Regions from separate parts of the Danio rerio genome. Here all the other regions are linked to region 1. A link is a contact called in public Hi-C and Micro-C data. All regions are on one chromosome and are shown on one strand. The core of a region is the stretch at or near the end of the contact, and the rest is flanking DNA. Distances in the headings are between cores, read along the strand shown. Region 1 has its middle 55 kb from the start of klhl4. Region 2 holds the start of eef1g (eukaryotic translation elongation factor 1 gamma). Region 3 has its middle 69 kb from the start of arap3.

What was found. Hi-C and Micro-C count contacts between places; a contact is called where the count stands out from the background.
Region 2: a contact with region 1 is called in a Micro-C map of caudal fin, with 11 times the contacts expected there. The contact joins the promoter of eef1g here to the enhancer-like site in region 1. A contact is called at or near these places in 4 of 18 Hi-C or Micro-C datasets (caudal fin, embryo, hematopoietic stem cells and 1 more) and 1 of 4 datasets of contacts at active chromatin or transcription factors (caudal fin).
Region 3: a Hi-C map of an unstated tissue shows a contact between it and region 1, with 4 times the contacts expected there. The contact joins two enhancer-like sites. A contact is called at or near these places in 2 of 18 Hi-C or Micro-C datasets (caudal fin and an unstated tissue).

The regions. Positions count from the first base shown.
Region 1 is chr14:31,126,353-31,129,766 of GRCz12tu, forward strand. It overlaps a transcript of klhl4 not described here. Among named protein-coding and RNA genes, the nearest start is that of klhl4, 55 kb to the left of the region's middle. Within about 2 kb of position 1,294, at least 15 of the 62 cell types and tissues checked have an H3K27ac peak or open chromatin away from gene starts, as enhancers often do. A contact at or near this core is called in caudal fin, where this site is marked.
Region 2 is chr14:30,994,165-30,997,514 of GRCz12tu, forward strand. It overlaps eef1g (eukaryotic translation elongation factor 1 gamma), which reads left to right and starts at 1,957. Exons shown (of 10, transcript NM_173263.1): 1 at 1,957-1,977; 2 at 2,779-2,937; 3 at 3,024-3,087. The coding sequence starts at 1,966. polr2g (RNA polymerase II subunit G) reads left to right here. Exons shown (of 8, transcript NM_199669.1): 6 at 79-150; 7 at 260-293; 8 at 429-1,270. The coding sequence ends at 442.
Region 3 is chr14:30,910,179-30,913,779 of GRCz12tu, forward strand. It overlaps a transcript of polr2g not described here. Among named protein-coding and RNA genes, the nearest start is that of arap3, 69 kb to the left of the region's middle. Within about 2 kb of position 1,698, at least 6 of the 62 cell types and tissues checked have an H3K27ac peak or open chromatin away from gene starts, as enhancers often do.

The DNA.
Region 1 (3,414 bases), core at 44-2,543:
GACTGAACACCCTAAAACTGCTGCAGGTTTAATTTTGTCTTCGTTGTTGCATTTTGCACTTCAAAATGTGCCACACATTTTCTATTGTTGACAGGTCAGGACTGCAGGCAGGCCAGTCAAGTACCTGTATTCTCTTCCTCTGCAACCGCGGCTTTTTAATGTGTACAGAATGTGGTTTTGCATTGTCTTGTTGAAATATGCATGGGCATGCCAGGTAAAGAAGGCAGCATATTGTGCTACAAAATCTTTATGTACTTTTGAGCATTAATGGTGTCATGAATGGTGTCATCTTTGGTCCATCACATGACTTCCTTTTTTCCAAAAAAAAAAAAAAAAAAACTAAAATACTTATTCACCTAACCACATAACACATTTCCACTGCGTGATGGTCCATGCCAGATGCCTCGGAGCCCAGAGAAGTTAATGTCGCTTCTGGACACTGTTAACATAGGGCTTCCTATTGGCACTGTACAGTATTAACTGGAATTTGGGGGTGTAACTACACATTGTGTGTTAAAAAGAGCATTCCTCAGCCTCCTAGATTCATGTTTAGTTATTTTACCTTAAAAGCATTAAAATAAAAATTATTCATTGCTATCAAAGTGAAATCACTAAATCTACACACATGAGCCTAGAAAAAATAGACAGACAGACAGACAGATTGATTGATTTGATTTTTCTGTAACTGTTTTAAAGCATACTGGCTAACAAATTACTAACAAATTACACATCAACTTCCATGATCTACAGTAAATGACCCCAGTGTTCTGATGATTTAGTAAAACCTGTATATATTTGCAGGTTGTTTGCTGTGGGCGGACGCGATGGAAGCTCATGTCTGCGATCAATGGAATGTTTTGATCCTCACACCAATAAGTGGAGCATGTGTGCACCCATGTCGAAGAGAAGAGGCGGAGTGGGTGTGGCCACATATAACAGTTTCCTGTATGCCGTCGGAGGACATGACGCTCCAGCTTCAAGCCATTGTTCAAGACTGTCAGACTGTGTAGAGAGGTAAACTATCATAGCAAAGCATCTGAAAAAAAAACAAACAAAGCCAACACTTAATTATCTTCATTAAAATGACAACATAAGTCCACAAAATGCAGGCCTGGTAGATAGTTATGACTGCCAAATACTATAATTTGCACATTTATTTGAGATTTTGGACACACCTTACTTTCTTGTGAAATCCCTGTTACCTTGTTATTGAGCAATGTGGTTGAAAACCACAGTGAATTTGTAATCTGGTGTTATACACCTCCTGCTGGTGATGGTCCAAACTACAGCAAACAACTGCTGCAGTGAGGAATAAAACATGAGAGTCGATGATGACACAAAGCACACGCGCTTACACACACACAACTATGGATTAAAATGAGACCACTTGAAAATTGTCCAGGTTACTGTTGGGTGGAGAGAATTTATTTACTACACTGTTATAAATTTTATGATCAATTAGTCCTGACAGCATGTTTTTAGGTCATAGTAACTTTTTAAGCTACGCTAAATTTTTAGTTACGCAGGCTGTTTTAAGTCAGTTTAACATACTATAAGTTTAATAGACTCAAGGATAAAGGCTAATTTGATTCAGCTTAAAGCATTAAGGCAACCAGGATTTTTTTTTTTTTTTGCAGTGTAGTTTAAAAAGTCCACAATAAATTATGCTGTCTATTAAAAATCTAAAACAAAAAAAATTGCATTATTAAATTAAATATAAATAAATTAATAAATAAAAAAAAAAAAAATCAATGAACAACTACCATTAGAACTCCAAACTCATTTAACCTCATTACTCAGTTATTACTCTGCATGTTGAAAGCACAATATACTTCATTGTTAGGGATGATAATCACAGGGCTTGTGTGTTCAAAGGCTTCCACTGTCTAGATTACAGACTCGCTGCTTTTTAACTGCTCTATGCAATTATCTCTCATTTGATTCAGTGGCTTGTGCACAGGTTGCTGTACTGAGTCTCATACACTCAATGCTGCATTTACAGGTATGACCCTAAAACAGACACATGGACCACAGTGTCCTCTCTGAGCGTCCCGCGGGATGCAGTGGGGGTTTGTCTTCTGGGAGACAGGTTATATGCAGTCGGAGGCTATGATGGTCAGTCCTACCTAAACAGTGTTGAGTCCTATGACGCACAGAACAACGAATGGACTGAGGTGAGTGAACTGAGTTTCTGTTACTGGTGCATTTAAAACAGCAGCCTGCAACATATTTGATTCAAAGGGTTCACAATAATGTTTTTGTTTTACCGAATAAGCATTAAATAGTTAAAAAATTATTAATAAATAGATTGTATTTATCATTTCTGCCTATATAAAAATGATTTAGAGATTGTCTTGACTAGAGAACATAGGGGTATAAATATGAATCTACACAACGTTTGCAGTTTTGCACATTTTAATTAGTCTTTGTCAAACAGATACAGTCCTTAACATTGAGAACCACCTTAAATAATTAAATAAAGAAAACAAATAATAGAAAATAAAAAAACAGAACAAAATAAGATGCAAGGGGGTGTATTAAGACAGAATATTTAAAAATGCTTTATTTATTATAGACATTTTGTCAGCTTTAATTTTTTTCTTGAAGTTTAGTGTATATTTATTCATTCATTTATTCATTTTCCTTCAGCTTAGTCTCTATTTCAGCGGTCACCACAGCGGAATGATTCGTCAACTATTCCAGCATATGTTTTACACAACAGATGCCCTTCCAGCTGAAATCCAGTACTGGGAAACACCCATACACACTCTCTCACACACACACACACACACACACACACACACACACACACACACACACACACACACACACACACACACACACACACACACACACACACACACTACGGCCAAGCTAGTTTATTCAATTCACTCATACTGCATATCTTTGGAATGTAGGGGATCGGGACCACTGGAGGAAACCCTTCTTGCTGTGTGGTAACAGTGCTAACCATTGAGCCACCGTGCCTATTTATGTTTCGAAAGATACACAGAAAACTGTTGTTCAAGCAACAAATAATATTGTCTGAATTTTGGTTGATTTAATTCTTTTTAGATTTATACACCCACAAATTAAGTTTACCCAAAACATTCAGTTTACCCAAAATTAATATTCTATCATTTACACACTCTCGACTTATTTTAATTTGTTTCTGACAACACAAACCACTGACTGTTATTCTGAATCTTGGACCTTAATTATGAAAGAAAAAAAATTACCAACGTAAAGGCCTGAAGCACCAAAAGCGGCCCATATTAAAGTTCATTTTAACAGTATTTTGCCCGTTTTTGTCCATGAATTTTCTAATTTTTCAAGAAAGGCTAGAAAAAATTGTGAAGCTCCATATTATTATTATTTTTTAATTGTTTTTTTTTATTCAAATGGCCAAATTCT
Region 2 (3,350 bases), core at 707-3,206, 130 kb before region 1:
GGATTGAATGCTTTTTGTTTTGAAAGTTGTTCTTTTTCAACAGTTTTAAACACAATTTTTATTTTTTTTTTTTAACAGGACGTTGTGATTCAACAAGATGATGAAATTCGACTGAAGATTGTGGGAACTCGTGTGGACAAGAATGATATTGTAAGTAAATGCCAGTTTTCTCGAATATGTCGATGATATAAATCATTTTTTCAATGTTTATTAACAGTTTTTAATGACTTGTTTTGTCCTTTTATTTATTTTTTATTAGTTTGCCATTGGATCTTTAATGGATGACTACCTGGGTATATGTTTTCTACGATTTAAGCTTGAAACTATACTTATTAAATTGATAACAGAACGTTTTAATTAAGTCTTCTTTAAATAATTTCTGGTGATGATATCAAGCTTTTGTCTGAACATGTCTCTTATTCTTCTAGGTCTTGTGAGCTGATTCCTCTGCCGTGAATATGGGAAATTTGAGAGTTGTTGCTGTGGTGGTGATGATACTTAGTTTGTGTATATACTGTAATTATTTCCCTATTCATTTAGATTAGTTTTTCTTTTTTTCCATTTTCTGTTTTTATTGTCTCCTTTTATTAAAATGTTGGTAGTACAGTTTCAAGTTCAAATTTGAAACCAGATGAAGTCGAATGGGAACAAAGAGTAGCTCAGCAGTGGCTCTACATCACGTGTCGAACTCTGTTTCTGGAGGGCCGCAGCTCTGCACAGTGTGGTTCCAATTCTGATTAAACACACCTGATCCAACTAATTGAGTCCTTCAGGTAAATGTGTTGAAGCAGGGTTGGAACTAAACTGCAGTGCTGCGGTCCTCCAGTAACTGAATTTGACACCCCTGCTCTACATGATGGAAAATCCAGGGGTGTCCAAACTTAGTCCTGGAGGACAGGTGTCACTGCAACTTCCTCCAACTAACTGGCCTGGATGTCTAATATACCTAGAGCATACTTGGCTGGTTCATATGCATTTAAATGGGGTATGAACCAAAATATGGAGTACACTGTACCTCCAGGACCGAGTTTGGACACTCCTGACTTATTCTACAGCGAGGCAACAGAGAACATGGTATAATAAATATGCCTGTTGAAAAATGTTGAGCAGATTGACATGTATGTTTTGTAAGGACTGTAATTATTCATTACATTGTTTTTAGAGTTTTACAGTCTCCTTATATAAAGAGAATTTTTATATTTTTTTTTTGTAAATTCCTGTCTGTACCTATGTACTGCTCATTTGTAATACAGTACTCACAAAATTTTGAACACGTCTTTGTCTTGTGTCTTTTTTAAAGAAATGTGTATAAGTTGCTGATTTTTGCTACTCTTGTAATGTCTGATAACACATCAAAGAAAACAACTCTGACAAGAAAATGCATACAGATGGAACCTCCCAAGCATTGCCCAAGTAAAAAGATAACCCACTGCTTTTTACATTTTATTTTAAATGATTAAATAACGTTTTATTTTTCAGCAATTTTGTAAAAACTTGTAGATTTTTTTTAAAATTCTGAATTTATATTTTATAATTGCAAGATTATATTCCATTAAGATATTTTGTAAATTTTCTACTGAAAATATATCTAAAGTTTCTGGACACAAACAATATGTAAATTAACAATGAAACCAAACAAATTCGTTTTAAACTTGAATGAATTCACTGGAACGCAAAAGCTTTTGTCGGGCAGGGACAAATCTGTTTTCAAAATACTTTTTATAGTAGGGAAAAAACATTTAAAATATAATGTGTTTATTATTGGTTGAGACCATTGTAAACAAAGGTTAAGCAATTTTAATATTTATCCATGTTTTATAGGCAATTTCGCTGATGCTCCCAAATAAATTAAGTGGAGCACGTCCAGCTCTCACTTTGACACCCTTACTGCGTTTTATTTCTGCGACCGAACAGGCCTATACGTCACCAGCGCGCCGCTCGTTCTTCCTTTCTCTCGTCCTGAAGATGGCGGCAGGGGTGAGTAAGATGGGAGAAAACCCTCTGACGCCTGATATCAGCTCATCTCCATCTGCAATCACCCCATAATCACCCCAATCCTTATATCTACACATGTTTTCTCCGTTTAGAATGATTTAGTGGTCTTTTTTGTAGCTGTTGTGATGATTATTTCTGTTGTAAATACTCCCCACACCCCTTTATAAGGTGGTTAGAGTGATGACGGGCAGAAACAGCGCTACGCTCTTTGTGCCACGTTTCTTGTTTTTCTTACCCCTTTATGACGCTCATGTTTTGCTTTTTTATTTTCTAGATGACAAGAGGTCACGGTATTTGTTGTTAGCTTTTAATTTAGGAAAGTACAGCGCGTATATTGGCTGACTGAAAAGCGATTTGAGTTGATTAACGAGCGGTTCTCATTAATAAGACAAACAAGATTTTGTAGTTTAGTTAAAAGCACCTACTTGTGAATTTTCTTAGTGTCAAAACACTTAGAGATTTTGTTAGAAATTAAGTTTTTAAAGCTTGGTGCCACCCGTAGATTCATAAATAAATAGCAATTTCAGCCCTTCAGTGTCTTCTGGCAATATTGATTCTCTATTTAAATATGCAAACACTGTTTACACGCTGAGTGAGAAGTAATTTATTGCAGGGCAGTTTGCTGTCAGCTGTGTCTGGCTGAGGGAAAGTGCTGTGTAATGCTCTATGAGTGGTCTTAATGATGGGGCAGCTTCTGTTGGCACTGAGTTTGTGTTACAGAGGGCTGATGCCAAACAAGCAGCATCAGTTTCAGCAATTCAATCTTAAACCATGTTTCCGTAGACTCTCTACACATACCCAGAGAACTGGAGGGCCTTTAAGGCTCAGATTGCTGCCCAGTACAGTGGGGCTCGTCTGAAGATTGCGAGTGCCCCCCCTGCCTTCACCTTTGGGCAGACAAACCGATCCCCTGCTTTCCTTGGAAACTTCCCCTTGGGCAAGGTCAGTATTCTTTTCCTTTTCCCTGCATCTGTTTATATGCATTTTTGCAGAATGATTATATGATATTTTTATGCTCATTCATTTAGGTTCCAGCTTACCAGGGTGATGATGGCTTCTGTCTGTTTGAGAGCAATGCCATTGCTCACTACTGTAAGTAATCTTTATTAGAGCCTGTTTGCTATTGATCATTTAACAGGTTTTCTTGTTTAGTTATCTGATTTGATTAAATGGTATTATTTAAACATGGTCCCTCTTTCCATCTGCTACCAGTATGTTGTCATTGAAATTACAATTTTTAAATTACAAAAAAAAAAAAAACATTACTATGACTTATTTTAAATTTACCAACAAAATACATTAATCCTTTGTCTACTTCAATGGTTCATTGTTGACGATGTGGGTACCTCACACTA
Region 3 (3,601 bases), core at 448-2,947, 220 kb before region 1:
CTAATTAATATAAATTTTGTCACATGTGACAGTGTAAAAGCAATGTTATGTCAACATCTTGCATACAGTCTTAATCTGGGGTGCGTTTCCGAAAACCATCGTTAACCAACTAAGGTCGCAAACTCCGTCGTTACAAACATACTTCATTGATTAGACCAGGGGTGCTCAATCCTGTTCCTGGAGAGCCACCTTCCTGCAGATTTCAGTTGCTACCTATATCAAACACACCTGAGCCAATTAATTAGGACCTAAACACCACGTGATAATTACAGGCAGGTGTGTTTGATATGGGTAGCAACTGAAATCTGCAGGAAGGTAGATCTCCAGGAACAGGATTGAGCACCCCTGGATTAGACGTTTCCCAAATCCGTCTTTCCAACAAATGTTCACAAAAAACTGTTATGTTAAGTCTCCAAAGCTTGTATATTTTTAGTCATTGCTTCAAAGTTTGTGAAAACAAAAAAACATAGCATACGTTGATGCTTTTATTTTATAGTAGGATATTTATTAAGAAATGTAGCCTACTGTATATGACATGGGCCTATTGGTTAGAACAATTCTGGAGTGGTTTGCATGTGTCAATTTGTAAAAGTAGACTTAAAAAAATAAATAAATAAACAATATCCTACTTAATCATCATCATCATCATCATCATCATTATTATTTTTAATATTATTATTAAAGTAGTTTTTTTTATTTCCTAATAAATAATAAATATTACATTTAATTTCCTTATAAATCGCCTTATTTATTTATTTATTTATATGATTTATATATGAGATTAGAATACATGTTAGCTTTTGTAAGTGATTTTATGTTTTAGAATAGAATATGTAATGTTCTCAAAAATATTTGTAAAGAAAATATAGGCTCCATACATTGCCATTTACATTTATTTCAATTAATTTGAAAAACGAATGCATGGTTTTTACCAAAACTAATATTGTATTTTTTTAATGATTGTGCATGTAAAACTATATAATTTGCACAAAAAAATGATGGGGTTCTTCTCTAAAGAAGTAGTTAGTCCACCCCGTTTAGAGCATCATTATGGGTGTTTTACATTATAACTAACGTGGTTCAAATGATGGATCTGCGACTACCCGTTTTGGGAAACACTCGTCACTACATCGTTCTTTTCCCATACGATGCATAGTACTGTGATAGTTCAGCAGTGAGTTACATCATTGTTTGGGAAACGCACCCCTTCATATTTCACAGATTCCTAATCTTTGATATTATTTGATGTTATTATGTGACAGGGAGCTTCCTGTAGTGCTGCACTTTAGTGTACATGCTCCAGACCGAAAGAAGTCTCCTACGTTTTGGATGACCTAAGGGTAAGAAAATTGGCATTGAATTTTCTTTTTTTTTGTGAACTGTCAATTTATTTGCTAAAGTGACAAAACTCATGTCTAAGAAAGCGATATCTTAGTTCAGACCAACAATAGTTATTAAACCAATGCAACAAGTCATCATTTGAATGCTTCTATAGTCTTTAGTTGTTTCTTTCTCTTTTGGCCTGCGGAATCGCTTTGAAAGCAAGTGTTGAGATGATGGACAGTTGTGGAGTGATGACACTGCTCAGTCTTCTTGCACTGGGCACCCTCTTGTGAGCAAACACTTATTGTTGAGTCTGTCTGGGTATGAGTACCCTGCTCTGAAAGGCTTCATTGAGTCCATGGATGAGTAACCTCGGGCCGCTGGCTCTTCAAAAGGAGCCTCTAGTGTGTCTTTGAAAGCAGACTCCTTCAATGTGAATCTGAAGGGGGACTCTACACCCATTTAGCTGTGATTTTGGAGTAAGCCTCACACTCTGGGTGTCTGACCCAATGGAGAGATAGGAGCTACAAAAAAGGTAAAGAAACCGCAGGCTTACCACAGAACAGGATCTCGTTTCAGTCTTGAGGAGGCGCTGCCTGTTTCCGAGCCCCCATGACAATTGGGTGTAATTGGGACTTTTGTCTGAGTAGCATTTCTTCAAAGGCAAGGGAGCCTCTCGGATAACCACCATTATAGTTGTCCTTTGGCCTGGTAATTAGGATATGAATTGGATGGTCACAAACCAAACCCTTAACACTCGTTTAATATGACCCTGGATGGAGTACAGTCCGACTCGTTTTGGATGACAGTGATCATAACAGTAAAATACTACTACACATACATAAAGCAGCGTTCAAAAGTCTGTTGACAGAGTTGACAAAAATGACATACTAAATATATTTAAATAATGGAGTAAAATTTCTAATTAAAAATCTGATTAAAAATAAATTTTGAATCATAAATTTTCAGGGAAGACCAATGGTCAGGATGAATACCAGTTGTGTTGTTGGCTTACATTGTTTGGTCCAGTCTGGATCCAAAAACTGCCCATGAACACCCCAAATGGACAGCAGCAGACTGAAACAAGAGCACGTGTTCTGCACCTGCGTTAAAGGATGTGATTTTCTCCAACTGCATAGGAAAGTAGTTGTCCAATTTCTTGTTCCACAATGGGAAACTGGAACTTAATAATCCACATTGTTTGCAAATATTTGAGAAATTATAACCGGTTTTAGTGTGTTCCTTCTTAACTTGAATTGTTTTCTTGTGTATGACACTTGTATGACACTCTGTTGTAGTTTTTTTTTAAATCTTGATCTGTAATTCATTGCTGAATAACCAGCCAGATTCTACATGCTGAATCGGTCCAACATGTTCTGATGTTAACCCAACAAGAAGCGATGTGTGGAACTCACCAAACCCACTAGCCTGACTGGCACTGAGCGACGGCCTAGACTGTTCAATGGCTGGTCGTTGGCTCAGTGTGTCTCTCTGTTTTTTCCACTACTTTATATTTTTGCTCTTTTGTGTCCTGCATGAATATGATTGCATATATTTAATTCGACTGAAATATTTGTTGAATTATTTAGCTCATATTATTATATAAAAAAAAAACTAGATGATGAGTATTTTCATGAAGATTAACTCATGTTTATGCTGTTTACATCACTGTTTTAAAGATTACTTGTACATTGTAGAAATGGTGCACAATTAACATAAGCGTGAAATGTTTTAAGTTTTGATATTAGATTTAGATAGTCACCAGGCTAGTTGTGGGTAATTTCTAATTGCCCATTATGCATTTTTTAGCAAACCTGGCTACCTTGGTCTCAAATCATTGGATCATTCTGAATAATAGAGGACATGAGGAGCTTTTGGGCTGCTATGTGAGAGATCCAAAAAAAGAAACATGCTACTCTTTTTGTCAAGACATCATAAGGTATTCCTTTTGAGCATCAGTTGTCATTCAAAACATTATCTAACACTAATTTTTTTGAATACCAATGATAGTCTTTAAAGACTTTAAAGACTTTAATTGTATTTCAGAGGGATTGTGCCAAAATCTGCCTGATATCACATTGTTTAAACCAGCTTCGCAAATTTGTGGAGTAATATACTTTAGTCATTCAAATGAATACGTCATTAATTGTTTCAGTTAATTTTTCATACATTTTATCTTTGCTGCTATTTGATATGCTTTATGCAATTGAATTAAGGTTCAAAAGTTCATACAATGTAAGCTTTTGGACAGACATTTTAGAAAAATGAAGGTCATCTA